2 separate regions of the Anser cygnoides genome follow, and region 1 is linked to region 2. Evidence: chromatin contacts called from public Hi-C data. All regions are on one chromosome and are shown on one strand. Each heading gives the region's core, a stretch centred on a gene start, on an enhancer-like site or on the middle of the called end of the contact. The rest is flanking DNA. Distances are from core to core; before and after follow the strand shown. Region 1 has its middle 18 kb from the start of LRATD2. Region 2 overlaps NSMCE2 (NSE2 (MMS21) homolog, SMC5-SMC6 complex SUMO ligase).

Region 1 (6,667 bases), core at 3,788-6,287, 560 kb after region 2:
AGGTCACCTTTATACCTGAACAGCATCCTTACCACGCTGATGTTCTTTTCTCAGGCATTAAAGCTTTGGCATGATAAGACAACCTGAGTTGAAAGTTCATACTGAGGAGAATGACATAATGGGCAGCACAGAAGCAGGAAAAAAATAATAATATGCAGTATCTTTTCCCATGACTAGAACAACATTTTGTTTATGGTCACTGGAAGTAACCAGCACCACTCAGTGGTAATAGTAGTGATGACTCTTCAAGCATCCAACTATAGCTGCTAGAGTGCAAATCTCTGTATAGACTCTACAGGGTAAATTGTTGTGGTGCCTATAGGTTTCTATAGCAGATACAGGCTTACTCTGCAGTAAAACTAAGTGAATGTATACCTACTGAATAACTCAGAGCTGTCTTCTTCTTTCAGAGTGTAACAAAAGAGGGGAGAGCTCCAGATATGGCTAGCGGAAATAGTATCTACACACACTCTTAGTTCTATATGTAGTCTTCTGAATGGACAAACTCTGAAGGCAAACAGTCACGCTAGCATGAAGGTATGAGGGTGGGTTTTGGCCAGTGCAGCTATGGCTTTCTTGCGTTCTGCCTCTCTGCTACAGTCGCTCAGTGACAGCAAATGCAGTCAGAGCTGCTTAAAAATCACTGGCTGCCACACGAAAACTAGGGAGTGTGCTCAAGATGTGGAGCTGACACTTCAGGGGTGTATGCGTCACCTAAAATTCGGTGCTCTCTTTTAGCCAGCCTGCTTTGGATTTATAATTAGAACGTGAGGGGAAGATAGCAATCACACTGATGTAATATTAACCACTCTTATTGGGATAAAATGTTGTGCAGCTACAGAGCTTTTTACTTAGGAATCTCAGCCATCACCAGGAATTTCTTCAAAACCTGTGATCTGCATTAGGTAGCTGGATAAGCATTTGCAATAAAATAAGCCCAGCATAGTTGATGTGAATGGTGTTTCTGATGCTGGGAAGAACTGCAGACACAGAGTTTACCTGTTTATCTCTAGTTATATTTGGTAATATTCAAAGATAATGAAACTCGGTGATAACAGTCACCCTATGAGAGCTGTAATATAACTGTAATATAACTACAAGGTGAAATGCTTTGTGTTTATCAGATTGAGAGGTGCAGTAGCTCCAGCCCAAACTTGTCTGTAACCAGCATTCAGTGGGATATATTTACTTGCTAGCACAACTCCTGCAGTGACCTCCAAACAAGAGCCAAAATACTATTCTCCTGCATGTGGGAGGCCAAGCCTCCGTCTCCAAGCGTTGAGCAGGGTGTGTTTGTCTCAGTAAAGTTCATGCATTTTGCATTGGTAACAGTAGAGTTTCATTCCCCACCATGCTCAGAACAGAGCTGCAATGCAAACACCTCCGAGCTGGAGAGGACCGATGTGTCAGGGCACAGCCCAGCCTGGAGGAAGAAATCTGTCTGGTCTAAGGGCATTGCAAAGGATGACCCTGTGCAAGGTGGTCCACAGGAGCACACAGGAAGATCGAAATGCTGATGAAAGGGAGGCTTCCACAAGTCTCTTAGCTGGTCTGGGGAGGGTTGAGATCCTGGGGGCTGTACTTATTATCTATGAGCTGAAGATGTGACCACCTATCACCCAGATACAATATTCAGTGTGCTAAACCATGTCTCAGCTCTTTAGCCACCAGCTTCTCTTTAAATCCATATAATATTTATTCTGATATGCTTTATTCCCAAAGCCTTACTCTGAGATGATGTAAACCAGTGTAAGACAGAAGCAGCCTTTTTTTTTTTGCAACATAATTGTAAAAACAGTGAAGGAGCAGAATCAGAATTATCTCTGCCAAACTTCCATCCCTGGATATATCTCACGTAAGTGTGAGCAAGGGTCCTTAGGTTAGGAGTGCAGCTTGTTGGGGACTGTGTGCACATGATCACACGCTTGCATATACAAATAAATATGTATGTATCCTATACACACACACAGACATATTTGTGTGTATACATATATATAAACCTTTCCTTGTGTATGTGTGCTCTTTTGTGTCTGTGTATGCATATGTATTTATATGGAGAGAAAAGAGATTGAGTATGTATGAGAAAATAATTCAGTTCTCCTAAGAGCTGAAAAGCCCTCTGGATGTGCTCACCTCTTTTTACTAAGTACAGAGAGACTAGGGAGACTGAAAAAATGCTATTTTTAGTAATAAATTTCCTAGCCTGTGCAACTAATACCATTGTAACTTATTACACTGAAAGTTATTTGGAATTTAATTAACTTGGCTTTTAGTCCTGATTGTTTGCTTTGTTCTTTCTTGAGCAATGGAAATGAACTGTGTACTTTCACCTTTATTACAAATCAGTGTCCAATCCCTTTCACTATTACATTCTCTTACACGTACGTAGTGGTGCTGTGTGAGAATATAGACATTTCTCCTGAAGTCAACAATCTTTTGTGTTAGCAGAAAGTAATGAATAAATAAAAATACAGGCAGCCTTTCTGCTGTGTAAAACAGTAGATTTTATTCTATCTTTGTTGATCAGAATTAAAAATAGTCCAGTTCAGTTCTGCCTTTAAAACTTGTCATTCAAGATTTCCTGGATGTGATCTCAGGAAGATGATAGTTTAAGGTCTGCACAGAACACATCGTGACTTTTCTTTCCACTAACACGGTTCTCCTAGTTGTGACTCAATGCTACAAGTCCAATTCAAACAAGCGAGTCCACACCACCCAAACCTTCAACTCCAGCCAGTCCAGACTAGTTTTTGCACACTTTGTCAAACCCCAAATGCAGAAGAAGATGGCTTGCCTTTCTGCAACAGGAACAGTGACCCCAGATAAACAGACAGAGCTGTAAAAAGCAGGTCAACATAACGTCTTCTAAATGCTCTTTCTACTTAACTGGTTATTAACATTTTCTTCTCTTAATTTAAAGCCTGCATCAGAGATGACAGCTTGTTCCATAACGAGGAACATTTTCTCAGTTCTGCCAACAGGTGTTGTTGTTTAATGTAGGAAGATTGTATTGATAAAACATTGCCTAAACCAATGGCAGTATCTACCGGCTGATAAAGTTATTGTAGTAGTAATTATCCTTAAAAGAACAGTAAAAGCATAATTGCTTTTAGTGACTAACTGACACATGAAAATAAGGGTTTTCAGTTTCCTGGTCCCTGAAGAGGGGCAGAATGTTTCAGGGCTCCCTACAGCCAGTGGAATTCATTGCAAGAGGCTAAAGACAGCACTTTGCTCTCTGCTCCTTGTTCATAGCACTCAGCTTGTTATTCAGAAGCTGGTTTGTTTCTGGAAATACCTGTGGGTGAGCATTTCAATTCTGCTGAGTTTTAGTCAGGTAAATTGTGTCGAATTTTGTATCTGCTAATACTCAACTGAGACAGCCAATTTCTCCTACATCTGAATGTTGGAATTGCTTCTTGATCTCAACACATAAGTGATTTTTATGTATAAATGGCAAAATGCTTCTCACATTATCCATGGTGACACTTCATGCAGCCACTGGCCTGCTGTGGAGGACAAGTGTGACATTTCCCCAGACCAGGACTTTATTTCTGCAAACAGCGCTGCCACTTACTTGCTCCGCATTCTGCTTTCCAATTTGCAGATACTCCTTCTATAAGGAATAAGAAAGAAGAAATCTCAGCTTCAAGATTGCACTGGACTTAGTACACATCACTGCAGAACCTTTGACAGATGGAGATGAAATAGTGAATGCTGCTATCAATAAATAATTGTATCTTCCAATCGCCCTTTCCTTTTAGAGGTAGCTTCTATCTGGCCTCAGCTAGAAAATGCCATCCATGTTTGGTTCTGCTGTATTTTTCCCATCAGAGATGCTGAGGTGTACTTTGGTGCTTCAGTGGAAATCCCACTCAGCATTACTTGAGAAATGCTGTTAACTAAACAGCTTGTACTAGTTATCACAAAGTCTAAAAGGATATCGGACTTTTGAAAATTTATCTAAGGCAAAGCCAACTGCTTGAGATCAATGTCCACATTGCAAACTTCATTCATTTTGCTTTTACATACCAGGGAATATGACTGATTTTCTCGATCTCAGTCTCTTTGTGTCCACCTCAGTAGGATGTATCATTTGCAGCCAAAAGAGAATAAAGACCAATGAATGCAATTCAAATTCTTGCAATTCAGTTTTGTCATCTTTTCCTCAAATTTGAAAAACATTTTTATTAACATAACACTTTAAAATCTACAACATATATTTCAGCCCATTTGTAGGTGGGCTCCTTTATTAAAACACAAAAACCTAACTGCAGTATCCTATAATAACGGTCCTGAGAGTGGCAGGGAAATTACTGTAATTTCCCTCCTTAAAAAAATGGGCAAAACCATCCACAAATTCAAAACACATTTCTGTGAAACTATCAAAACTCCTTTTTTTTTTTTTTCATGCAAGAGTTCTATTTCCAATGGTAGCATTACAAGCACCACTTATTGTCATTACGGCTCTTGGTTTTCAGGAGCTACATATTAGAGTTTAAAAATGTGAACCACAAGTTGTCTATAAATTAAAGAAATTATCTCTGTAATTGCATTTCATAATACAGTGTGAACAATCGCCCTATTTTCATATTTAAAAACAACATTCCAGGCTGCCACAACATCAGCGGGTAAAAAGTGTACAGGACATGAACAAAGCTGCCAGGCTGCTGGGACTGCGCTTCCTCAGTCTGCTTCCTTACATTTTAAATGTTAACATTGCTTTCACCTTCATGCTTCTGGAAAAGTACATGAGGGATTTGAAACCGTTTGTGCCCTCCACAACCACATCATGTCAGTGCATTGAACTCTTTGTTTTTCATGTGACCAAGCGAATGGAAAAGGAGAGGGTGAGTGAGGGGTGGGTAAATGAGCCCTCCGCTCAGCTTTGGACACCAGGGAAGGAGAGAATGCCTTGCTTTGGGAAGAGTTAATCCCTTCTAGCCAGGTTTTGCTGGGAGCGTGGCTTGCTGCGTCACAGTGACTTCCCTTGCTGGCTGGAAAAGTTTGCCACTGCTGTTTACTTAGGGCCGTGTCCAAAAGCATTGTTGCAACCTGTCAAGAGCTGCAAGTGTCGGCGGTGCTGGCTCTCAGTGCAGCCCGTAGGGACTGACAGGGAGCACGGAGCACAATATCCCAGCGAGGCGGAGCTGAAACAACAGGAAATGCTGAGACCAGGCTTTATTAGCTAATTGTTCATTTACAGACTTTTGATTTAGGAGCATTTTTTTAAGGTCTTCCAAAGGAACGGTAACTTCTGTGGCGTGTCAAAGGGTGTTCTTTCAGGCGCGTTTCCCTCTCTAATAGACTTATGAATTTCCTGACAGGTTGGTGCTTACTTAGCTCTGAAGTTTGTTTTGTGTAACAAAGTGGAAAACAAATTTGCCCAAAATTAAGTGCTTCCAGGCCGCCCCACATTCTTAAATAAGACCCAGATATTGCAAAAAACTATGACCTCCCTACTGCTGTTGCACTTTTTGTTTGTGTTTCAGCGCTTGCAGAGCCAAATTCTGTGTCTACAATGAGCCTGTTTTTCAAAGGCATGCCATGGAGACAAAGGTTGAAATCTAAATCACTTCACAGCAGTCTGCAAGTCTGCCTCCCTCTTCTGAGGTTGTAAATGTGTCTAAGCAAAAAGCAACAGTTCACCTATCTGTAAACAATAGGCTTGGGTGAAATAGCTTAAATAACTGAAAAATCCTTGCTTAAAACAGAGAAGGAAATTCTGGTTCTGGGCACCAGCCTGGAGTACTTTGGGGCTGGATTAGTATGCGGGATGTAAAGAAATGAAAAGGCAGACCGTGGCTTAAAAATGTCATTGCGCAAACATGCATGCATATTCTCTCAGGCCCTGCCTTGTGGTTCAGTAATGCAGCAGGCAATGATAATGATACAATTTCATAGCTGCACTAATCCTGAGGGATGCACAAAATGCTTGACAAACTGATGTTCTGTATAAGCAATAGGCTGGGCCTTTCCTTCTCATCTGTAGAGAAGCGGAAGAGATTATAGTACAAATATAGCAGAATCTGTCTGGTAAACTCAGAAGCATGTGGAAACAATGCATTCCATTCAATGAGCACATTAAAATTTGTATTAATAAAGAAATTCAGACAACTTTACACTTAATTAGCAGACAAGCTAGAATTGTTCCATATTGTTTTGGGGGAAGCAGAGTGCTGTAATAGGAAACAGAAATCACCTAGAAGACAGATAGACCATTTGTATGCATAAATTTGTGATTCAGAAGAGAATAAGAAGGTCTCTGATCTCATTATATGGGAGAGAGAGAAAAATCCAGCCTTGGCAAACTTATTTACGAACCTTGTTGTCAAGCTCTAATTTCCCCTACCATTTCTTTTGCTTTTTGCTGTTTGTTTATGACTTTATGAATAGGTATGATACTAGGTTATTAAACCATGCCATGTTAGAATCAAGAAACGTTTGCCTGAGTAAGAGGTCATCATATCTGAGCAATGGGTTTTACCTGGCTAAAAATTGTGGTCTAGCAAACTGGGCAGTGTTTTTGGTTAAAGTCTCTAAAGATAGAATGGCTTTGAGGGAGCCTTACTTACGTGATTTGATTGACTCTGAGAGAAATTGTCCTTTTTTTCTAAGATTATAATTGGAAACATTGTCAGACAAGGTGTATCGTTTGTTTGGATAA
Region 2 (7,104 bases), core at 1,452-3,951:
TAACAGTCTTGTCATTGCTATTTCACAGCAACAGGTGCAGTGCAAAGCTACTTTTCAAAGACAAATATTACACCTCCCATTTCTGTAACTCCTTAGATCTGTGATAATATTTTCACTAGGAACAAAAAATCAAACCTTTAAAGCTTTAATTATGAGCAGAGAGTGAAAGTCCTCTAAAAGAAAAGATTTGTCATTCATTATAAATCTTGCGCTCAACTAAGCCAAGGTTTATGTACAATCAAGATGAATGCTTCTCCGTTTGTCTAGTGTGATAGATCTCTCTCCTCTGACCTTTTTATCCATATTGCTGTCAGAGACAATTGACGTGCTGTTTCTGGATGGTAGAGGAAATGGAAAGCTTGTCTGAACAGTCAGCTGGGGATTCCCTTTGTGGTAAGACGGGTATAGCCAGTTCTGCTTCCTCGCTGCCTTTGCAGCCACCATCCCTCCTACTTTTCCATCAGTGGAGACACACCGAATGTAGTGAATTCTTGTAATCCCAGAATGATCTGCAGAAATTAGTTATTGGTGACAGAAGAAGTTTTGATTAATATCACTTCTCTGTGGAAGCCAAATCAAGCCCCTGTTGCATTCACGTTTGGAGGCATGATAGGCAACTTAAGCTTCACTCTGCAGGTTTGCAGCTGAGGGTTTGTGCATGATACTCCTAGGAAATTTCATGATCTTTCTCAATCACCTACTTCTGGCATATTAGTCTTTAATTACAACCTTAAAGTTGTTTGTCCACTTCATTCAGTAACCAAAAGGACCTTATGTAATATATTGTCCAGGGAGGGGTTTACTCCTGATGAGCTTCTTATGGCCATTGTTACAATTAAGTTGTATCATGTGACTGGAAACAGCTCCCAGACCATAAAATTCATTTTATTTTAGCAGGGGTAACATCCTGTAGAATTGTAATTCCAGGATTTTGAAGCATGACCTTTTAACATAGTCCGTCCCGTTGCGCTACAGAAAAGCTATTACAGGCTTACTTTTGTAGTTTAGTTTAAATCTCTATGATCTATGTGCTATGGTGTTAACTCTTCACTTAGAGTAATTCTCTCCTTCACTCCTACTCGTTTCTTTGCTGATTTATGCACATGTGAAACAAGCAAATGAGTGAAGCTCCCTCACTTTTCTTTTACAAGGTTTGTTTTTCACTCCCTTAGCTGTATATATAAAGGTCATTCATCTCTTGAACTTGAGCTTCAATTTCTTATGTTCCATATACAATGCCATCAGGAAGATACAAAGTTTCTGTGGTGTGACATACTTTTGGTAAATAACTGCTGTGGTTTTTTGTTTGTTTGGTGTTTTTGAGTTAGCATCATCTGGTCTGCAGTACTTGGCTGTTAAGCTCGTATAACCAACTCATTAACACAACTTGTCACATATATAAAATTGTCACCCACCTATTCTACTTAGCCTGCATGTTCTGAGGCAAAGTAGTCATTTAATTTTGAGACACCTTTAGGTAATATGCTTCTGCATTCTTGTTGTTGTCCATTTGCAGTTTGTTTTAATTTCCTTTACAAAATCTAGCTTCATCCAGCTTCTGACAGGTTTCATTGCTAGGCTTTGCAGTGGCAAAAGAATTCTATTGTGATTATGTGGTCAGTATTTTATTTTACAAGCCCTGTTGCTGCGAAGATGCTTGCATGTTACACAACTCTGCTTTTTGGGAATAGTACTGGGGTAAAATTCTCTTAGGAAGTACATGAGAGAGGTTGGATTTACATCTGAAGATAGATAACCCAAAAGGCATACAAAGTTAGTGCAGTAAGTGACGTCTGTTTCTTTTCTGAGTTGTTACTCTCCAAGAGCCCAACCTTGAAAACCTTTACTGGTAGGCATATTTATTAAATAATACACATTAGTGTTTGCTGGACTGGCTACAGTTAAATGCAGTATCATGGAGGGATCTCCCATAAATGCACCTGATAGGAAGTTAGATTTAAAAAAAAAATTTTTTTTAAAGATCTTCCTGGATCACTTTTCCCTCTTTTTTCTTTAGATTATGATAGGGGCTTTGCTCATGTGTTGTATTTGAGATGTTTTATAGGCAGCAAACGCTGTGGTTTTGTTGTGGTTTTTTTTTTCTCCCTAAGATTTAAGGGCGATTCATGAAAGAACGTGTATGTAATTTTTCTAACTTCAGTGCTCTAATATAAGAATAATATAAAGAAGAAATAGAAATTAACATATGAATTTTCTTTGACGTATTTAAAGTGCTTTTATGGTATTTCAGTCTTGAGGGTGCTTCCCTGTTAAGTAAAAGCCTGCATACTAGGGCTAGAAAAGGCTCTTCGTTTTCTGACATACTTAGTGGAGAAGGATGTAGGGAACAGTTGTGAAGAACATAAAAAGAAAACAGTTTGGTGTTTCAGCACGGTTGTGTGCGTGTGAGTTGTAAAGCAGCCACGATTGTTCAGGTGGAGTGAAAACCAAAGCTCGCTAGGGGGCAGGAGAACATAGGAAGTAAACAGTACTTCCCTTGAAGCTCCAAAAATATTGAAAAGAAACTGGCTGCTTTACCTCTCTGCTGATCTGGCCGTGATCCATGAGCCGCCTAAAGCCCTCTCCAGTTAAACCGTCCAGAGAACAAAGAACTCTTCTTCCAGGGGTTATGGGAGCCATAAAAACCTCTCGGGATGACTGAATCTAAGCTCCTTAACAGGTGGTGGTAGTGTTACATGGAATAAAGAGGGAGCAAGCCTGCTTTTTAGATCGTGAAACCCTGTCGGCTGTTGATGGGAAGAGGTGCCACTTGTGTGCCACAGTTGGCTCAGGATATTCCCTGCTTTACAGTAGCCTTGTAACCTTCCGTAACCTTTCTTTAGAGGATCTCAGCTGCTTTGCAAACACTGGCTAAGCCTCTCTGCTCTCTGGGAGGTAAATAATGGTTGCAGGGATTACTTCCTCTACCAGGATTGAAATGAAAATCTTCTGAGGGAATAAGGGTTGCTATATAGAAACGTTGTGACTCCATAATAATCCGAAAGAGAAAAATAAGTTTTCCTCCATCTGATTGAAACAGCAGAGAAAACTTAACTAGAGAAGATAGAAAGGGGTTTTTGAGTTGGATGTTGGGGACATCAGATTAAAATTACTGTGATATTTATTCATGAGTAAGCAGATCTTTCACGGCTTTATGTTGATGTGTGCTTTGAAAGTTTCAGAACAAAATCCAGCACTGGGTTTTAATCAGTAATTTCCCATGTAGAATTCCTCCTACTGAAGTAAGACTTTCCTTTCTCTCAGCACCATATTTCCCTTTAGGAAGCTGCCGTCTACCCACTGACTCACTTCAATCCTGTTTAAAGGGATTTTGATCTGTTTCTGGGTGAAGGTGGCATGGCTGCAAGCTAGTACACATACCGATGCTACCATGTATTACTGTGCTGCTGTACTTAAAATTATTCACTTTTAAAAGCTGTAATAAAGCTGCAATAAATATTAATCTGAGGAATGTAGAAAATTGAGGGAATCTGTTTCACTGTTTCAAATGATTTTGAAGATTTAAAGATTTGTAGCCTTTCATCAAATGTTACCCCATTTGGCAACGCAGGACAAAATGTAGCAGTTAATCTACTTCTTCGCAGCCTGGAATGGGTTCGTTTTACTACTTTCTGCAAAATAATAATACTAATAAAAATAATGCTTACCCATTTCACAGGAATATTGGAAAGATTTAATGTCCGATATTTCCAAGCAGGTTCACAGTTATCTCTATTTATGCATATAGTTGTCCTGACATCTGCTTACAGTCCACAATAGTAAGTTTAAAATGATTTCTGTCCATTTAATCCTTATTTAATGTTGTGAGATGTTTTGGGAATCCCAGCGAGCAATAACGAGCAAGTATGGATATTTTTACTATGGAATTGTCAATAATAACAGAGCTCACATGAAGTCAAAAGAAAAGTATTCTGCAGTAGAATTAAAGCAGTCTGAAATATCTCTGAGGCTTCTAATGATATAAAGACCCAGAATCTGTTCCCAGCTTTTTACTACCTCCTCTTTCTTTTGTGCCTCCTGGCATCTTGTTCGCTGTTGCTGTACTCTGGAAACAAACCTTCAGTGAGCTCCGACCACAGTGGTCCCCAAGTCTTTTTCCTCTAAGGATCCTACTATTCACCCTGTGCTGTAGGGATGAGAGAGTTGTACTGATGTAAGCTTTATTAGCAAAACTTCACTTATCCGAGTCTTAGTTTCATCAACGTTTCTGTTACATAGTCCCCTAGTATATTTAGGTCCATTTTGTTCTAGTCCTCTATAGGCTTACGAAAAGAAAACGCTAGTATTAAATATTCAGGTCAGGCATTGCTCGTTTATGAACATAGATGATCTCTACCAAAGTAAGGCAATAGTGTTGTTCAGGATTTCTGTTAACCTCTGGTGATTCAGGTAAAGGATAATTTTAATGTATCCGAACCTGAAAACCTCGTGTTTCTCAAAAAACTTTGTTGATATCCATGAAGTTATATTGATGAATAAGACTTGCCTGTTCATAGAGAATTTGCAGACTTTTGACATTGAGCATCCTTGTGGTGCTGTGTTGTGAGCATGTGCTGGCAAACTGACAGAGCTGAAATAGGATTTCTGAGGAACTGAGGATCTGAGCTGGAGATGAAAACTAGTTTCACCAAACTGAATGTGAAAGGGAAACAACTAACTTAAAAGTTTATTTTATTTAATGATTTTAAATGAAAGATTTATGTCCATCCCAGGCATTCTGCCGATTATCTTTAGGTACTGACATTGTCTAAAGGCCATACGTTTTTTGTTTGTTTTTTGTTTTCCAAAATAGCATCGTGGTACAGAGACACTTTAAAATGTCACTATAGAAAAGGCCATGTAAGCAGCAAAATGGAGTGTGCAGAGTTGGTTTCAGTGTGTCCTCTCTGCACTCAAAATGCTCTTGGGCGTTCTATGGCCCAGTCCAGTGAAACACTGAAGAAAAAGATACATTTAAGTTCTCGAGTGATCACCAACTTTCAGAGTGATCCGTGTATTTTAAATGTTACGTGCATTCTCATATCCTTTGCTGGATTGGAGTCCTAATAGATACGGGAATTTGAAGGTGACACTGTTGGAAATGAGTTACAAGTGCAAGTAAAATCGTTGAGTTTTACTATAATTTCTGTCTTTCTAAATTCAGCCTCAGTCTGTTGTTTGAGCTTTAGCGGTGTGACTGAAGAAAGAATTCACTGTCAGTACTTGTTTGGCAATCTCTCTCAGCTGTGACGTTCCTAGTATTGATCTGTTAAGTCTCCTATTAATACCTCTGTACGCTGAGGAGCAGCTATTTGCACTGCTTACCTAACTCAGCATCTTCCTATAGGGTTAGAAGGCACTGCTGGATACCCACGTGAAATACTTGAAGGATTGATAAGTCTTTCTTTCTGTTTTTTTTTTTTTTTCATTGCTATAACCTGCCATACGTATGGACTGATGTGCTGCTGATGTTTTGGATATGCCGTAACAAAGACAGACATCACTTCCCAGCTCTGCTTGGCAGAATGGGATATGAATTCTGCCAGCTTGCTGAGGATGGCGGTTTTATCTGGCTCCTCGAAAGCAGAACTTTCTCAAGAATATGGGGCTGTGAAGGACACAGAGTTGTAGATATTGGAGGAAAGAAGACTAATTCATGGTCATCTCCTGGCCTCCAGCCCAGCACTTTGCTCTTTAAAGGGGTAATTGCTTTTGTCTCTGGTCTGGAGCCAAAGCCACGTGGGACTGGGAAGAATGGCCAAAGCAAATTGGGAAACAATTGGAGAGACTGGAGAGCATGCTAGCTATAGACAAGGTGCTAAGAAATTCTTAAAATAAACTGTCTAAAAAAATGTTATAAAGCATTAGCACATGGCGTTTTGCTTGATGATATGAACAGGTTTTCACACAAACGAGATGCTTCCCTGATGTCTGGGACTTTCTCCCAGCTGCATGTTACGTCCCCACTAAAATGCAGAGGCCCTGGAGTGCAGAACAGGTGGGTGGGAAGCAGGCAGCCACCTGAGGTCTGATCTTACTTAGGGGAAAAAAATGAGTCTTTTTTTTTTCCTTCTCAAAACCTTGCCCTAAAATCTCGCAGTCAGCTGCTACCTTTGGCTGCTCGCCGTCAGTATAACATAGCAGGAATCTTCCTGTTGCAGTTCACCCACGTGAGAGCTCCTCGCCCACACCCCGTCAACTTTCTTTCTCCGCACTCTGAAGGATTTCTCTGCTCACCACTCCGGACAGGGCAGGCCCGTGGGTCTTCCGGAGCTTTAGTGATACAGTTTTGTGGCATGTGCCCCAGATTAAGAGCCCTTTACGGCTCTGGCTCTTCCTGCTTGTCTGCTCTTGTTTCCTATTGCATAACCTGCTCCCTCTGCCAGAGCAGCTTCCCTCAGCACTGGCTGCTCATCCCACTTGTCTGGTTCCCCTTGCCCTAGAGCTGTCTCTGCACTTTTGAGTGCTGCACTGCACCTCACACGAGTGACGTCCTCCCTTTACTAACTGCTTTCTATTCACCAAATTGCTTGGGATCCACTTGGGTCTCGATGCCTGTTGAATACTAGCCAAGAAGTAGTCGGTGGTGTCGGATCTTTGAAACGTGGGTTTAGCTCTGTGAGACTACCCACAGCACTTGGGTTTCTCTCATTGCTGTCTGACCGTGGTGTTACACAGGAATCACTCTAAACATTGCTGACCCTTGTTGGCATAGGGAATATAGATGTGTAGGTCAGCCTGGTATTGAGAAATTATTGGCAGCCTTTTAATAGACAGTTGATTCACGAGGTTCTACGGAACATCTACTATTTTTACGTGCAGTGGCTTGCTGAAGACATAGTGGCAACCCGTAACAAACAAAAAGATTTGATAGAAATTCATTCATCACTGAGAGCAGGAATCCTTTCTGTGGAAGTTTCTCTGTCACTGACCTAAAGCTCTCCTGCTTGGAATGGTGCAGACAGCAGTGTGAGGATGGAGTCCATCCTCGTGTTTGACTACGTAATGGTTTGGTTCATTTGTTTCCATTGTCCTTTTTTTTTTCTGGTTTATTTTTCATTGAAAATGCAAACGCAGGATTCCTTCAGTGCCATAACACGAATC

What was found. A called contact is a pair of places that touch in the nucleus more often than the background predicts.
Region 1: a contact with region 2 is called in a Hi-C map of liver, with 1.8 times the contacts expected there. The contact joins two enhancer-like sites. A contact is called at or near these places in 2 of 7 Hi-C or Micro-C datasets (granulosa cells and liver).

Annotation. Positions count from the first base shown.
Region 1 is chr2:152,719,989-152,726,655 of Taihu_goose_T2T_genome, forward strand. No RefSeq gene overlaps it. Among named protein-coding and RNA genes, the nearest start is that of LRATD2, 18 kb to the right of the region's middle. Within about 2 kb of position 5,038, at least 3 of the 3 cell types and tissues checked have open chromatin away from gene starts, as enhancers often do. A contact at or near this core is called in liver, where this site is marked.
Region 2 is chr2:152,166,195-152,173,298 of Taihu_goose_T2T_genome, forward strand. The region is part of intron 2 of NSMCE2 (NSE2 (MMS21) homolog, SMC5-SMC6 complex SUMO ligase); the gene reads left to right. Among named protein-coding and RNA genes, the nearest start is that of NSMCE2, 7.6 kb to the left of the region's middle. Within about 2 kb of position 2,702, at least 1 of the 3 cell types and tissues checked has open chromatin away from gene starts, as enhancers often do. A contact at or near this core is called in liver, where this site is marked.